Linked DNA regions of Mus musculus: region 2 is linked to region 1. The links are chromatin contacts, called in public promoter capture Hi-C maps. All regions are on one chromosome and are shown on one strand. Each heading gives the region's core, a stretch centred on a gene start, on an enhancer-like site or on the middle of the called end of the contact. The rest is flanking DNA. Distances are from core to core; before and after follow the strand shown.

Region 1 (3,553 bases), core at 344-2,843:
AAACAATACTGGTGACGACATCTGACATTGTGGACCTGGATGACAAATACCTGGGGTTATTATAATGTTTCCTCTGCTTTTATGTTGAAAAAAATCCGTATTGAGTTTTTCTTTTGTAGTAGAAGAAGAGCAGTTGGAAACTGGAAGGATTTTAGAGATTAGTGTGGCCATATTCGTGATTTAGGAACTTTACTTTGGCTACAATAGGAAGAGCTGCTTAACATGGGGCAAGGATGAAGACGGCCGAATAGAGAGCCAGTGAAGAGGTGGTAAAAATGGGCTGCAGCTTAGGGGGAAACTGAGGACATGATGACAGTTTGAATGTGAGAGCTGAAAAAAAAAAAAAAAAGGCAGCACTCAACAAATATCTTCACTGTTTGTTGAGTTCTGCCATGTATCCAGGCAGGGGTCCCTGGAAACAGAACAGGTCTCCAGCTGAAGGAGGGAGGAGGTGGTTTCTAAAAGGCCTTTGTGTTACCTTGTCTGATCAGAGTGGTCTGAAGGTGAGATGCCTAAGTCAACATTACTAAGTGAACAAGATAGATGCAAACAAGATTGACAGAGACATGTCACCTAACCTAACTCGAGGCATGATAGTGCATTTTTTTTCTGAATTAAGCTACAGCAGGTAGACAACAAAGCAATAGCAATGTCTGAATAGATAGGTTACTTATATGCGTGAAAAAAAAATATGGTCAAATAGGGATGGTGGCACAGTCTCATGATCCTAGCGCTGAGAGGATAAAGTAGGAAGATTACTATGAATTCAAGGCCAGACCATGCTGCAGAGGGAGACCCTGACTCATATGGACACAAATACATCCCTTAAGTATGTAAAGTAGGGTGCAACATTTTACATGAATGTGAATGCTCAAATTTACATTAAATGAACTGGTCGGATAATTCTCTTTGTGGGATTTGAAAATGCAAGGAGAGAATTTCAGAGAGTCCAGAGAGCATGCATGAGACATTTAATTAATGATTCAAGGGTAACGAATGTGGGAAACAGGGTTTACGGTTTTTTCCTCCCAGTAGTCTCATTCTGGGAAGGTCAGGTAAGATAAACGATTTAACTCATGACTGCGCTCTAAAATTTTCCTCTCTCTAGCCAGGCAGGGTGAAGGAGTTCCAGCGCCTGTTTCTGCTACATACTTGTTTTGTGAAAACTAATATGTGTTGTCACTTTGACCTAAGAGACTGGCTCTCCAAAGTGTGTTGGCAATTCCTGACTCAATTTCTCCCCTCAGGAAGAAGGCAAAGCTTTCCCCTACTCTTGTTTTATTAGAAGTCTTGGGCCATGAGAAGTTGGAGCAAAACCCCGCCCACTGGCCTTCTCCGGAGTGGGCCAAACGAGTCAGCCGCGGAGAACCCCGCCTTCAGACCCGCCTCCTGGCCTAGGCTCCGCCCAAGGCCCTCTCACCTGCTCAGAGTCACGCCCCTAGGTCGGTCTTCAGCTCGAGACTCCGCCCCCAGGTTCGTCTCCCGCTGGAGATCCTGTCTTTAAAGCGCCTCCCCAGAGCAGAGCCACACCCCCTAGACCTGTCATCAGCTCGAGGCCCCTCCCCCAGACCCGACTCCGACTCGAGGCCCCGCCCTCAGTTCGGTCACGGCGCGGGCTGGAGCTCCCCTACCCACCCCAGAATCACCGCTACCTCGCCTAGGCCGCTGCGCCTGCCCCGGCCGCCATGGCTGGGGGCCGCGGGGCCTCTGGACGCGGCCGGGCTGAGCCACAGGAGAGCTATTCGCAGCGACAGGACCACGAGCTGCAGGCCCTGGAGGCCATTTACGGCTCGGACTTCCAGGATCTGCGGCCGGATGCGCGCGGACGGGTAGGAACGTGGTTGGTCTGGCCCGGTGTTCTCCAGTCTAGGAACCCAGCCAGACGCCTCCAGTCTGGGGCGACCACTTAGATCCTAAAGGCTTTTCATATTGCAGTTCCACTACCCTCACTTTCTGCCTCTGCGCCGCCACTGGTCTTGAGAAGGCAGCACCTGGCCTGAATTCTCTTTTTTCCCCGGTCGGGCTCCTCTCTCTGCTGTGCTTCTTATTCCCACTGACGTCCCCTAACCACCCTTCGTCCTTCCAACCATTCTTCCCCACACTGACTCGCCCCAGGCCTCGAGGTGGGTTGTGACTGCACATTCATAGTCACTCATTGCTACTTTGTGCTGGGGATGCTTAGGGGGCGTGGGTCCAGGTCTTGTGCTCTCAGCAAACAAACTCCCAGGTCACACTGTGTAAATCCCGTTTCCTGTGTGGAAGAACTTTTTGTACCTTCCTCCGAGACTTTTGAGGAATAGGTATAGAACATGTTTATTGTCGCTGTAATGCAGTGTTTACCGAGTTCTATTTAAAACATCACTTTCCTTTTTTGTGTGGAAGTTAAGCTGAGGGCAGTGACAGTCTCTCCCTATCCTTGAATAGTGTATCTGCCGAACTAAAATGTTCCTGAAGTTTGAAAGTACTTCTTTCCTCCATCTGCCTTACTTCTTTAACTCACAATGTCTGTCTTTTCTCTATATCTAGTATTTCTTTAGGAAAAGGCTTTACTTAAGCTGTCAGGGCCAAGATTCTCCCACTAAACCAATATACTTTTTAATTTAATGATTTAGACGCTAGGAACACAGTCATGGGTAAAACATGCACAAAACCCCTGCTGCCGGCGGGAAGCTTACTTTTTTAGGCCTTATTTGTAACTTTACATACAGTTATACATGCTTCTTGTAAATAGTAAGATAACCTACAGGTCATCTGGCAACTTCTCTGTTTCCAGGGAACCAGGAAGTAGGGCCTAGGCCACCAGAATAGTGTTACAGAATGTGCAGGGGACTCAGGGAGACCCAGCTGGCTTTTTTTTTTTTTTTTTTTTTTTTTAGTTTTTTTAGTTTTATGTTCCCAAGGTGCAGGAAAATGGAAGGAAAACCATCAGCCACTTTTAGGTAATGATACTGATAATCCTAAGAATTTACAGCTGATCCCAGTTAGCCCAGGAATTTACAGCTCACGGTGGCCTTTATAACCAAGAAGACTTAACCCAGAGATAGTGTAAAAGGCAGGTAGAGTTATTCAGTAGTAGACTCTGGCTCTGGATCACAAGCAATATCACCAACACTTTCTTTCATAGGCCTTTCAGGCAAATAATTGATGCTCAGTCTGATGAGTCAGAGGTTACGCTTTGAACAAGCTCTCATTAGCACCCGCTACTTGCCTTTCTTCAGGGAAAGGTTATTCGGTGCCACTATCCTGAATCTAGAACCCTTGAGGCCTAGTAGTTTTCAGAATACAGAAGTGTTCTTACACATAATCCGGGGTGTATGTTCCTCCTCCTTCCATGCCTGTGGGGGTGTGTTCACAATGTAAACGCAATGAAATAAATGTATGAATATGCAAATGTCAGCCTGAACACAGTGAGGACAATGACCTCTTCTCATTTCAGGTCAAGTTTACTGCCAGTAAACTCAGATCACTTTTTTTTAACTTTTGGGGGATATGTCATGGATTAAATGTCAGTTTTGAAACATTTCATTCATGGATAGTCAAACAGTTCAGAGTG
Region 2 (3,553 bases), core at 665-3,164, 540 kb after region 1:
GATTTGGTTTGGATTTTAGTGTGTAAATATGGAGGGGCTCACTGGTCTTGTGTCAGGAGTCCTGGTTAATTACTCCTTGCAGCAGAAGTGCTTATTAAGGCTGATGAAGGTGCAAAGCCAGAAAAAAAGCAAGTGAAAAGAGACAGGAAATGGGAGCTTGAAGTTAACATCAAGGTAGCCACAGCTGCCTTCTGGGTTTGTGAAATTCTTGGGTTGCCAGCACTAGCTTGGCCAGTGTGCTAAGTGGAAGGCAGTTAATCTAGATGCATGAAGACAACTCTATCGTAACCTTGGGGCTGGGTAGAAACTTCTTAGTTTCTTGTAGCTGGCACTCCGTTTGTGGTGTGGGATAGGACTGCATCAGTTTCAGGATTTGACTGGTGGACTAACATTGACCTCTTTAGAGCCCTCTCATTCTGGGATGCTGAGGTCCCCCCCACCTGCTAGCTAAGTCCAAATCTATGGTGGAAGAAAAGTGGTGATGAGATCAGAGCTTTCATCCCCATGACATGGGTAGGCTATCCCATGGTATGGACAGCCATCAGTGTGCTGCCCACGAGAGTTCTAAGAGGTGTCACTTTACAGACAAATGGAGCAGGCAATCCCACCACCAGAAATCTATACACTGCCTAGAAAGGGACAGCAGTGTAGTGAAGGGTCAGAAGTGGCCTGAGATGCACCCAGCATCCAACTTTAAAGCCACTGAACCTCCCAGTTCAGACATTTACCCCATGTTTTCTGTGTGGCTCTCTGAACAACAACAACACACACACACACACACACACACACACACACGTCACTTTATCCCTCAGACCCCCTCATCTGCCTAATCAGCTTCATAGTCTCACCATTCCCACCCAGTCCTTTCATCATCCTCTGGGCATAACCTGTACCAAAGTCAATTCTTCGTCCTCCCATCTAATGTGCTGTCATGACTAGGAATTGGGTCTGAAAGTCAGCCTTGGCTAGCCAGTGAAACCCATACCTAAACAACAACAACAACAAAACCTTCAGTCACAGCTACCCCAGAGTCCATACAATGTGAACAGCCACAGAATCTACTGTCAAGTGGCTGATGACTATAGGAAATAGTTAAAAACAAACAACAACAACAACAACAAAAAAACGTGATTTGTTCCCCAGTTCTGTTGTCTTAAGCCTTGTTGGGGCCCCACACGAAGTCAAGCTGTAGTGCTTAGGGACTAGTTGTATGCTGCTGTTCAAAGTACTCTGACCAATCTGTTGCCACTGGGTACATCTTGGCTCCAAGCAAAGAGGCCTTTCTGTGGTTGCTGCGTTGTACTTGTAGGTTGTCCTGAAGTATATATTGGCCATACGTGGTCCCGAGGTACTTGTCCATAGCCTCCGACCAGAGTGTCCCAGTTAGCCTACTGCTTCAGACTTGGCAGGGGAGATTCCTTTTACAGACAGATCAGCATTGCTCAGTAGATAAGCACTAGTCCCTAGGAATTACTAAAGCAAAATGTCACCATGGAGACATTAGCCAGAGCTTGACAGAGTGGCCCTGCCCTGGGCTGGGACTGGTACAAGCGGCTAAGGACCATGCTTCCGGTCAGGACAGATCTCCTTTATGTCTAGACCGACTGAGTGGTGGGTTGTCCTGCATTCAGGTCACAGCTGGAGGGACAGCGGTTCCAGAGCAGTTTAAAGCAGGATGGAGGGTGCAAATCTTAAATGGAGCACCAAGAGGACACGTGTTAAAGAGACACGGGATCTCAGTAGCTCCTGCTTTCCAGGTCTCATTTTGTCTGGAGTGGCCCAGGCTCATGAGTTCTCTCCCGGGCTAGGGTCCGCCTGCGGCCTCCCGCAACTAGCTCCTAGGACTCGGGCACCCGCCCCTCTCCCCGCCCCACAACGTGGGCCCGCCCTCGCGCCTGTATCAGGGAGGGGCGGGGAGAGAAGAGCGGCCGGGCGGGACATCCGGCCCTGGTCCCTGCCTGCACCCCGGGAGCTGGCCACCCACTATCCCTCCCCTCCCGAGACCTCCAGCCCCTGCTGCAGTCACCTCCCCTGCAGCCTCGAGGTCGGCGAGGTCTGGCCGCAGCACCATGTTTCCCCGCCCTCTGACCCCACTGGCTGCCCCGAAAAGCGCGGAGACCCTGGGCCGCACGCCAAGGCGGGCCCCATTGGGCCGGGCCCGGGCTGGGCTCGGGGGGCCGCCCCTGCTGCTGCCGTCCATGCTGATGTTCGCTGTAATCGTGGCCTCCAGCGGACTGCTGCTCATGATCGAGCGAGGCATCCTATCGGAGATGAAACCCCTTCCCCTGCACCCTCCCAGCCACAAAGGCGCGGCCTGGAGCGGGACAGATCCTAAGCCTAGAGGCCTATCCTTGGATGCTGGGGACTCGGACTTGCAAGTGAGGGAGGACATCCGAAACCGGACCTTGAGGGCCGTGTGCGGACAACCAGGCATGCCCCGGGACCCCTGGGACTTGCCGGTGGGACAGCGGCGCACCCTGCTGCGCCACATTCTCGTAAGTGACCGCTACCGCTTCCTCTACTGCTATGTCCCCAAAGTGGCCTGCTCTAACTGGAAACGTGTGCTGAAGGTGCTGGCTGGCATCCTGAACAACGTGGATGTCCGCCTCAAGATGGACCACCGCAGTGACTTGGTGTTTCTGGCAGACCTGCGGCCTGAGGAGATTCGCTACCGTCTGCAGCACTACTTCAAGTTCCTGTTTGTGCGAGACCCCTTGGAACGCCTCCTGTCTGCTTACCGTAACAAGTTTGGAGAGATCCGAGAGTACCAGCAGCGATATGGGGCCGAAATTGTCAGGCGCTACAGGGCTGGAGCTGGCCCCAGCCCTGCAGGGGACGATGTCACCTTCCCAGAGTTCCTGAGATACCTGGTGGATGAGGATCCTGAACATATGAATGAGCATTGGATGCCTGTGTACCACCTGTGCCAACCATGTGCTGTGCACTACGACTTCGTGGGTTCCTATGAGAGGCTGGAGGCTGATGCCAACCAGGTGCTGGAGTGGGTGCGGGCCCCACCCCATGTCCGGTTCCCAGCTCGCCAGGCCTGGTACCGGCCAGCCAGCCCAGAAAGTCTGCATTACCACTTGTGCAATGTTCCACGGGCCCTGCTTCAAGATGTGCTACCTAAGTATATCCTGGACTTCTCCCTCTTTGCTTACCCACTGCCCAATGTCACCAAGGAAGCCTGTCACCAATGACAGTAGGCCAGCACCTTTTGGAGTTTGGGTTTAATGATATCAGCTTTGGGATGTCTTTCAGAGAAACTCCTGGCTCTGGGTGGCTTCCTGGTTTCTCTAGGTGTCTCCATATCTCAGTGGTAAGGACTGTCCTTGGAGGTCCTTGTCCACAGTGGCTCAGAGGACAGAGCTAGAAAGGAGGCCTGCTGCTTTCACTGGTGAACTGCCTCTCTTAGGGGCCTGTGGTATCCGTGTCTGCAGGGCACCAGTGGTTATTAAAGCCATATGTTTGATCGAAAGACTGACTTCAGCCCCCTGGCTGCTGGGTCTATGCAGTCCACCTGGTCTGTTGTAATTTAACCTGTGGCCAAATC

Evidence for each region. Promoter capture Hi-C pulls out the DNA fragments that hold promoters and counts their contacts.
Region 2: a promoter capture Hi-C map of stem cell-derived epiblast-like cells shows a contact between it and region 1, with 3 times the contacts expected there. The contact joins the promoter of Chst14 here to the promoter of Eif2ak4 in region 1. A contact is called at or near these places in 5 of 39 promoter capture datasets (the 3T3-L1 cell line, embryonic stem cells, hippocampal neurons and 2 more).

The regions. Positions count from the first base shown.
Region 1 is chr2:118,387,024-118,390,576 of GRCm38.p6, forward strand. It overlaps Eif2ak4 (eukaryotic translation initiation factor 2 alpha kinase 4), which reads left to right and starts at 1,594. Exons shown (of 39, transcript NM_013719.3): 1 at 1,594-1,829. The coding sequence starts at 1,686.
Region 2 is chr2:118,924,583-118,928,135 of GRCm38.p6, forward strand. Chst14 (carbohydrate sulfotransferase 14) reads left to right here and starts at 1,915. Exons shown (of 1, transcript NM_028117.3): 1 at 1,915-3,553. The coding sequence starts at 2,070. The coding sequence ends at 3,200.